Regions from separate parts of the Mus musculus genome. Here all the other regions are linked to region 1. Evidence: chromatin contacts called from public Hi-C data. All regions are on one chromosome and are shown on one strand. Each heading gives the region's core, a stretch centred on a gene start, on an enhancer-like site or on the middle of the called end of the contact. The rest is flanking DNA. Distances are from core to core; before and after follow the strand shown.

Region 1 (2,951 bases), core at 229-2,728:
CAACCCAAAAGCTCCACTTTAAATAACATCCAAGAGCTCGAGTAACATCCCAGCACATGCCAAGGGAGTGGCTAGAACAAACAAATCTGGGACAGCTCACAAGGAAGATCGGTATGGGTGTATCCCACCACATGGAGTTGAAAACTTGTATTTAAAAAAAAAAAAAATCACACAAGTAAGATTTTCTATTTTTAAGGGAAAGAAGACTCCACCCCAAGAAGCTCGACACTTAAGAAAGAAAACAGAAGCAGTCAAATAGAAATCCTAAGAGCACTGTTTCAAAAAGGAAGCTGTCAGACCGAGAAATCTCCCCAACAGGGCACTTCGAGCGTCTCTTTTATTTTTAAATACGAAGACCACTACAGTTCGAGTTGAGACCTGTAACTATTCAGTAGTGGGATCCGATTGTGTTGAGCCAAAGTGTGAACGTGCAGAAACGGAGCAGACAGTGACTGAATAGACCTGAACTTAAAAAAAAACAAAACGGAGGAATGGAATGCTGATAGGCTAGATTACGGCGAGGGGCTGGGCCACCAACAGGATGGGGGAGGGGGCGGATCCTTCTGGACAAAACTGGTTCAAATTAAGAGCCTGGGGTATGGGTGCGTCGCACTGCGGGAAGATCGTGTGGGCGGGGCTTGAGGTCTAAGATACAAAATCCCTTTTCCTTCGGGAACCAGATCTCTCTCCATTACTGTAAGAGTCCTGGTATGGTAGGGTTGATTGGTAGTTGCAAATAATCGGGAGACTGGGACAGAAGACTTCGGGTTTAAGACCTGCCTTGGCGCCTGGCTCAAGAAGAAAAACAGGTTCCAAAAAAAAGCTCGGTGGTAGAGTGCCTGCCAAACCTGTCCAAAGCCCCAGGTTAAATCCGCCCCCAAAAGGGGAAAACAAAAAGTTTGCTTCTTAATGTATTGTATTCCCCCAAAGAAAACGGAAATAATGTACTTGTTGGAGAAAAATGATTATCATCCAACCAAATCGACTTCACAGCTCGCTAACCGACAGAGGCCTGAAAAGGACAGCTCCGGGAGAATCTAGCTGAAAGTTTCGAGAGGCAGGCTGGATTTTGAAGGGGGGTGAGGAAAGAAACAAGACTGCGGATGACACACCAGACGGCTACAGACCCGGAGGCGGGGGGTGGCAATGCAGCCTGAGCGCCCAGGCCGATGCCATTCCCCCGCCGCCCTCACCTCCTCCAGATACTCGCCCAGCTGTGCCGCCACGTCCACCTCCCAGTTCTTAGTGAGATCCCGGATGGGCTGCAAGAGGTGAGCAAAGCGCACCTCCACATCCTCCATGTCTAGAACGGGACTAGAAGCCCGGAACCATGGCTCAACCCGCTACTGGTTCTGGCGCCATTTTGGTGCTCCCGCCCCGGAAGTACGTAGCCAGGGCACTGCGCGCACACGTATGACGTCAGGCGGGCCCAGTTTCGAAGAAGTAAAGAAGCGGGCCCGACGGGGGCGGGGCCTACACCGGGGGCGGGGCTCCGTGTCTAGGGGGGGGGCCTGGAGGAGCGGAGGAGACTAAGTTTCTAGGTGGTTAGCGGTGAGTTCTTTGGCACTGGGTGGAGCTCAGTGACCCGACCGGACTGACGGATTCCGGCTGCGGCGTGGGCCAGAGGCCGGGCTGGGGGCAGCTAGGAGACTAGAGGGCACTACTTCGGCAAGACCGCGTAGCGGACATGGCGAGCTCCCGGGTCCCACAGCAGCTTTTCCTACAGGGTGTGGCCGCTGTCTACTTGTTCGCCTTTGCGTCCCTCTACACCCAGATCCCAGGTGAGGGCGCGGAGGGGTTGAATCGTCACACGTGGACGTGGTAGCATCCCTTCCTTCACTGCCCTCTGAGGCGGGTGTAAAGTCCAGGCCTCTCTCTGCGCGGGATTAAGGGGTGGTAGTTTGCGGGCAACAAAAGTGGAGGAAAAAGAAGCACAAGGGTCGATTTCCCTTAACTATTAGTAGTCTCATCTAGGCTTAGGGAAAAACCCCGAGGGGAGTGGGTGGCAGATTTCTACCTGGACTCTGTGGGCAGGTAAGAGAGGGATGCGCTCTAATTGACAGAAGGTGCTGACCCAGAATCAGGTCTTCTGAACCTGGTGTTGGGGGTCAACAATTTCCAACGTGAGAGAGAGAGACCATCTGGTAGACAGAGCAAGCCCTGCCTGGGATGGGAACATCTGCAAGCACAACCTGGAGTTGGGGGTTTGGGACATCTGCATGCCAGGAGCTGGTGGTGGAGCATCTCCGGGGCCTAAGTTCATGTGCATGTTAGACTGGGAAGATGTCTAAGACTTGGCCCTGACATACCCTCCCACAGGCCTCTATGGCCCAGAGGGCATCCTTCCTGCTCGAAGAACACTGCGGCCCCAAGGCAAGGGCCTGTGGCAGCAGCTGTGGGAAACACCAACGCTGCTGTGGGAGGCACCAAGACTGGGGCTGGATACTGCCCAAGGTCTGGATTTACTGACCTTATTGGGCACCGTGCTAGCCCTGGGCGCCCTGCTCCTGAACTCTCTGAGACACCCCTTCGTCTACCTGCTGCTCTGGGTTGCATACCGATCAGCCTACCAGGCAAGTGAGACACTTAAAACTTCAGCCTTCATCTAACCCACCCTCTCTCTCTGCCTCACCTGATGCAGCAGACACACAGTGGCTCCCTGACCACTTCTCTCCCTACAGGTGGGCCAAGTGTTCCTTTATTTCCAGTGGTGAGTGATTCCGGGGGCCCAATCTGCCTGAGGCCACTGGGCAGGGTTGTTTGCCTCTCCTGGGAGGACCCTGGGAGGTTCCTATTAAGCAACCTAAATAGGAAATTTAGGATATTTCCCTCCCTATAGGGATTCCCTGCTGCTGGAGACTGGCTTCCTAGCTATACTGGTAGCCCCGCTGAGGGGGCCTTCCAAACACAAGATTCTCCAGGGTAGATTAGCAGGAGCCTTACCCCATGAA
Region 2 (2,951 bases), core at 311-2,810, 4.0 Mb before region 1:
GGGATTATATTAATAGAAAGAGGTAGAAGGCAGGGAAATCATAGGACCAAAAGGAAAAATGAGAACAAAAACTGAAAGAAAAAAAAAATCAAGGAAATGCAATCAATTCGATACAGATGGAGCAACACCAAATCTTAAAACCCAGATGTCAGGGGAAAAAAAAAAAGTTCAATTTAAAGGCAAAAGCCACAGCTTTGTTAAAGAGTCAGAAAACGCAAGACAGTTTCAAAACAAGGCTAATAAGTGTTTGCTAAGCAGACAAAATAAGATTCCAGGAGCACAGACGATGCGCTCAGGGTGAACTAAGGAAGGAGAAGCAGTGGTACCCCCAAATCGAGAGGAAGCACGAAACAGCGCGGAGAGTTAAGGCTCAAACAATTAGAAGACCAAAGGGGCTTACATCGTGGGCGATAACCAAGCACAACCGGGATGTGAAGCCTGGGAGTTTGGGCTGGCCACAAGTTTGCCATGAGAATTAGTCCCAGTGGTCCCTTGGTGGACGCCAAGGAATTAATGCCTCTCAAAACTCAGCGGCGCCCTGGGTGGATTGCACTTCGTCCCTCCGCTTCAGTCAGGATTGATTGTGCAGGCTCCACGACAGGCTCTGGGCTCCGGGCTGCTGACACGCAGGTTCCCAGGGAGTAGTTACAGGCCTGGTCTGTACGTGCTGGTGGGTAGAAGTTAAGTTTAAACTACCGGGCAAAATAAGCATTCGGATTTCTCTGTAGAAACGACGAGCTCTTAAAGAATAATCAGTGTAGCCGGGCGGTGATGGTGCACGCCTTTAATCCCTGCACTCTGGAGGCGAGGCGGGCGGGATCTCTGAGTTCGAGGCCAGCCTGGTCTACAGAGCGAGTTCCAGGACAGCCAGGGCTACACAGAGAAACCCTGTCTCGGAAAACAAAAAAATAATCAGTGCGTACCCATTCCATATTTTCAGAAAGGAAAAAATAGTAATAAACAACGGGACGATGGAGCTGAACATCTGTCCGTGCCAGTACTCAAGAATGGGTCACTGTGTGACTCCAACTGTCCCCACGTGGGCTTTGTCTCCCCGGCCACACTGACATTCTCAACAGCAAGTGGATTATTTTGGCACTCTTTTGTCCGTCTCTCAAAGTGCCTATTACAGAGTCGGTTAGGTCCAAAAAATAAAAAATAAGATAAAAACCCAGACTTCCTGACTGACCTGGCGTCACTGAAGTTGCCTGGCTGAGAACTCCCCTTTTGCTTACTAAACTCCTGCCGAGAAGCGGAACCTGGGTCTCACTCTCCTCCACACTTCGCTTTCCTCCCGCATCCACTGAGTCCCTCTCCAGGTTCCACTAGGAGTCCAGAATAAAGCACATCTCCATCGCCGCAGGAAACGTCCGCCCGCCCGCCCGCCGGCCGCATGCGCCCCTCGCGCCTCTGCGGAGAGCCACTCGCTCACCTACGTCCCACTGCTGAGCCTCCGCCTCTGTCGCCGCCGCCTCTGTCGCCGCCGCCTCAGCCGCCGGTGAAACCCGCGAAGCCAGACGTCCGCTCGCCCTAAAGGCACTTCCGGCGCGCGCGGTGACGTCGCCCGGCGCGCCAGCCTCCGGCCCGGGGCCGTCGGGGTTTGGGGGAGTCGGAAGGAGCGCTGCACCGCGCTGCGTTCGCGGACGCCCGCGCTTTTGCGCGCCGCGGAAGGCAGCCGGAGGTGAAGCCGCCGCGGGCTCGCATCCTCTCCGCTTCGCCTCTGCGCCGAAGGTAAGCTCCCACGGCGCCGGGCCCAGGAGACGGCCGCGGCCCGGGCCTCCGCCTCGGCCTCCGCCTCGGCCTCGGCCTCGGCCTCGGCCTCGGCCTCGACCCTGACCCCAGCTCCGGCCCCAGGAACGTCCAGCCGGGGTTAGCATTTCTCAGAGTGAGAAACTGGAAACGCGACAAGCAGGTTTTGGCTAGCTAAGGCTTTTTGAATAATCCTCCTACTGGGCCAGCGGGGCGCCCTCCGGGGTGCCGGGTCCATTGTCATTCATAGGGGTTCTTAACACTTGCTGCCGACCGACGCGATCGTTTCACCTGTAATTTGCAGAGTTTTAACAGTGACGTTGATTACTAAGCACATTGATAAATATACAGGTTAATGTCCCATTCAAAGTAGGTAATCCATGTAATAGAGTGTCATTTCATGATTTGGTTGTGCACGAAATTTAAAAATCTAAAGAACTTTATCAAAATGTGAAACTACCCCAAGCTTAACAAAACCGAGTCTCTGTCGTCATGGCCTACCTATATCAGTAATCCATATATACAGACGTAGATACAGGAGTTTTTTTAAAAACAAGAACAAAAGAGGCGGGGTAGACAGGTGTCCCTTTCGGAGGTGGGCGAATCCTTGGGAAACATCTTTTCCGCTTTTACCCTAAGAAGGCGTTAAAAATAGCCTTGTGGCTTCTCCATCTCTCTAAAACCCCTCTTCAATCGCACCGCAGCCCTAAAAGGCTTAACACCCGCTGCTAGAAAAGGAATATGGTAATTCACACCCTACCCACACTGGTACTCTAATCTCTTTAAATGAATGGAGCCTGAGGAATTCTACCCTAATTAAGTCAGTGATGGTCCTTGTTTGGTTCTACTTGGAGTAAGATTCCCAATGTCTCCTTTTTTTCCGTTTTAGAAATGAGCGGTGGCTTGGCGCCAAGTAAAAGCACAGTTTATGTATCCAACTTGCCTTTCTCCCTAACAAACAATGATTTATACCGGGTAAGTTGTATGTACATCTAACTAATGGATTCTTTCTTTAGAGACAATCTGAAGCTTAAGCAAAAATACTGCTCCCTGGGAAAATTTTTAGTTGATATCTTCTGCAAATTTTAGTGGGAAATTTTTCAATTTTGTTTTAATTTCCCAAAGAGAATTTGTTGTTTGTGTGTTTTTTCGAGGCAGGGTTTCTCTGTGCCTGACTGGCCTAGAACTCACTCTGTAGAACA
Region 3 (2,951 bases), core at 298-2,797, 3.1 Mb after region 1:
AGGAGGAAGAGGAGGAGGAGGAGGAGGAAGAGGAGGAGGAGAAGGAGAAGGAGAAGGAGAAGGAGAAGGAGAAGGAGAAGGAGAAGGAGAAGGAGGAGAAGAAGAAGAAGAAGAAGAAGGAGGAGGAGGAGGAGGAGGAGGAGGAGGAGGAGGAGGAGGAGGAAGAAGAAGAACTGAGTCTCGAGATGTGAAGGCAACAACAGAAGTCACACTGCCACATGCTTCTGTTTATCTGGCACTAGGCTCAACGTGTTTATCCCTGTCACAGTAGGACCTTCTACTCATCATAAACTATAATAATAGCTTTTATAAAAGTTCTTAACTATTCAAGCAAGCCCAGTCCAGGTCCTGTAAAAAATACAGTGTCTGGGTACCTCTGAGGACTTCCTCCATCTCCCAAGTCACTGTGGCCCAGCAGTCAGTAACCCGTGCCAAGCCCCAGCCACTTTGAAAAGCACATTTTGTGGTTGAATACAGTGGATATCCGAGTTTACAAATTTAACATTCACACAATGGTGTCTCTTAGGAAGCACAGGAAGACAGACCATTTTCCGAGCTCACGAATGGTTCTACTTAAGTTACCTCAATGTCAAAACCTTCAGGACTGGAGAGGTGGCTAATGTTAGAATCTTAAATTTCATATCTGAGACTTTGGCTAGAAAACAGAATAAACTATGTTTGAAATCTTGTGATGGAGTTTTCTGAAATACATTTCCGGGTACTGTCTCTTCACTCCCTAAGACCTAGAGAGGCATCAGGCCACATAACCAATCACAGAAGGACTTTGGAGCTCGATAGCTTCCAGACTGCACCCAGGTGTTTTTATTATTATTCTGTGTTTCCTGTTGCTGTCAAAAGACCGGTGTCCAGAGGCCAGAAGGTGGGACCACAGAAATTCACAAGGCGCTTCCACGCTCAAAGGAAAAGCATCAGCCCACATGTGACAGACGAAAACCCAAGTGCTCAAACCACTATGCACCCCGAAGAGACCGACCTCCCCTGCAGGCACTGCCTCTCCCTGGCCAGTTTCCTGACTCAACCAAACTCTCCAGGGCATGACCTGGGTCAGTTTCTTCCAGCTTCCCCAGGGAGTCATGGAGTTTCGCAGGAGAGAACCTGCCTGCCAGGCTCTGGAAGCACTTGGGGCAGCTCCTCGTCCTCCTTGCTCATTGGTACGGCCACTGTCACCTTTCATTTCCCACACGCCCACTGCCGACCCCGACTCCCCTAGCCCCTCACATAGCCCAACAGTCTCCTAGGAGCCAGGTTCTCCTCCCCAGACTCCTACGCCACCCGCACTGCAACGGGACAGCACGGCCACCTGACCTCTGACCCCTGACCCCGACCGGGTCCTCCCCGTCACACCCACCTGCCCGGGACCTTGCTGTTGCTGCGCTTCCAGAACTGCTTCCTGGCCCCGTCGCTGGCCATGGCCGCTCCTCATCCCTCAGATCCGCAACCCTGACACCCGAGAGCGGTCGGCCACACCTCCAGCGGCCCTCTCCTGTGCCCCGGCGGCCCCCTCAGAGACACCAGGACTCCGAAGCGTAGAGCCGAGAGGCGCTTCCGCCTCCGTCCGGAAGTTGTGACTCGGCGATTCCGGAAGTCCCGCCTTCGTTTCGGGCAGTGCTTGACGCCATGAGAAGGCGACGCTGGGATATGTGCGTGGCTGTAGCGCAGGGAGGAAAGCGGAGTCTGCGAGCTGCGTATGTTCTGGCGGCGCTGAGAGCGCTCGGGTCGAGCGGCACGGACTGAGGTCTCTGGATCCCGGCCTCTGATCCCCGGCCATGAACTCCGGAGCCGCGTGCGTCTGGGGTCCGAGTCGGTCTTATTTGCTCGCAGCCAACCAGCAAGTACCGAGAACCAGAAGGAGCACAGGCAGATCGGGACCCTGCTGCGGGCGGACAGGCGAGCGGGAGGATGGAGAGCTTCTCCCGCTGTAGTGTGGTCCAAGCCTCATCGCCAGGGCATTGACCCCGGATCAGTAAACACTGCACAGTGAGGTGAAGGAAGCGACTTCCACCGGAGCACATCTGAAGCGATGGCGGGGATCTGCCTGGGCTTCAGCTGAAAAACGAATAGGCACGGAGACACGAAGACTTCATCTTGCCGGCGCTTGCGTGCTTCCAAGACCGCAGTAAAGTGTGCTTAATTGTAAGATACATTCAAGATCCAAAAATCTTAATACGGAAATGTTAATTATAAGTTTACATTAAATGATACTTTATATATATTGGGTTCTGTAGAATATATTGTTATGTTTACTTTCACTTTTTGCTGTGTAGTGTAGCTACTTGAAATTACTTACGTGATTGGTGTAAAATTTCTATGATCTTAGACTCAAGGGTGAGAGGCTGGCATCTCAGGCCGGAGCTTTAGTGAAACACTGGTAATGCCAACTTGTGGCCTTTACTACTGAGAAACATATTCACGACAGCTGTCTCGTGCACTTTTTCTGCTTTTGATATGGTCTTCCTGTTTAACCCAGGCCCTGACTATATTCTCAAGACCCAGACTTCTAGACATATTGAAAGTGGTGTTGGGTTAGCACATGGTGGATGCAAGAAATCACACTAAAGAACCTTATATAGCTTAGCCCAGTTGTATGCCAGACTTATCCTCAGTACTCAGAGCAGGGTCAATGGCCTAGAGCCCTGTATCTCAACTTTGTTCCCATTCTTTAAGAGTAAAGCCTTCTGCAGCTCCTTTTAGACTGCAGCAGCTACCTGACTCCACTTTGACTCTGCAGAAAGGGGTGGCACCTGTTCCTCTTCATTTCCTGCACAGCCGGAGCCTTAGGAACTGAAATAGTACATCCCAAATGTTTGCTGTCTGGATGACAATACCGGGCTCTCTAGGAATCCCTTTTGACACAAGCATAGAAACTTCAGGAAATACCAGGGACAATGTCAACAGGTCCTAGGTGACCCCTTCAGGCACAACTTATGGAA

The links. A called contact is a pair of places that touch in the nucleus more often than the background predicts.
Region 2: a Hi-C map of B cells shows a contact between it and region 1, with 5 read pairs. The contact joins the promoter of Zcrb1 here to the promoter of Lmf2 in region 1. A contact is called at or near these places in 1 of 39 promoter capture datasets (pre-B cells) and 1 of 484 Hi-C or Micro-C datasets (B cells).
Region 3: a contact with region 1 is called in a Hi-C map of regulatory T cells, with 8 times the contacts expected there. The contact joins the promoter of Tbc1d22a here to the promoter of Lmf2 in region 1. A contact is called at or near these places in 2 of 484 Hi-C or Micro-C datasets (CD4 T cells and regulatory T cells).

What each region holds. Positions count from the first base shown.
Region 1 is chr15:89,354,186-89,357,136 of GRCm38.p6, reverse strand. It overlaps Lmf2 (lipase maturation factor 2), which reads left to right and starts at 1,478. Exons shown (of 14, transcript NM_178919.4): 1 at 1,478-1,781; 2 at 2,320-2,573; 3 at 2,682-2,710; 4 at 2,840-2,951. The coding sequence starts at 1,688. Ncaph2 (non-SMC condensin II complex, subunit H2) reads right to left here and starts at 1,418. Exons shown (of 20, transcript NM_001115132.2): 1 at 1,194-1,418. The coding sequence starts at 1,301.
Region 2 is chr15:93,396,943-93,399,893 of GRCm38.p6, reverse strand. It overlaps Zcrb1 (zinc finger CCHC-type and RNA binding motif 1), which reads left to right and starts at 1,560. Exons shown (of 8, transcript NM_026025.3): 1 at 1,560-1,731; 2 at 2,639-2,724. The coding sequence starts at 2,641. Pphln1 (periphilin 1) reads right to left here and starts at 1,544. Exons shown (of 9, transcript NM_175363.4): 1 at 1,433-1,544.
Region 3 is chr15:86,213,055-86,216,005 of GRCm38.p6, reverse strand. It overlaps Tbc1d22a (TBC1 domain family, member 22a), which reads right to left and starts at 1,547. Exons shown (of 13, transcript NM_145476.2): 1 at 1,370-1,547. The coding sequence starts at 1,431.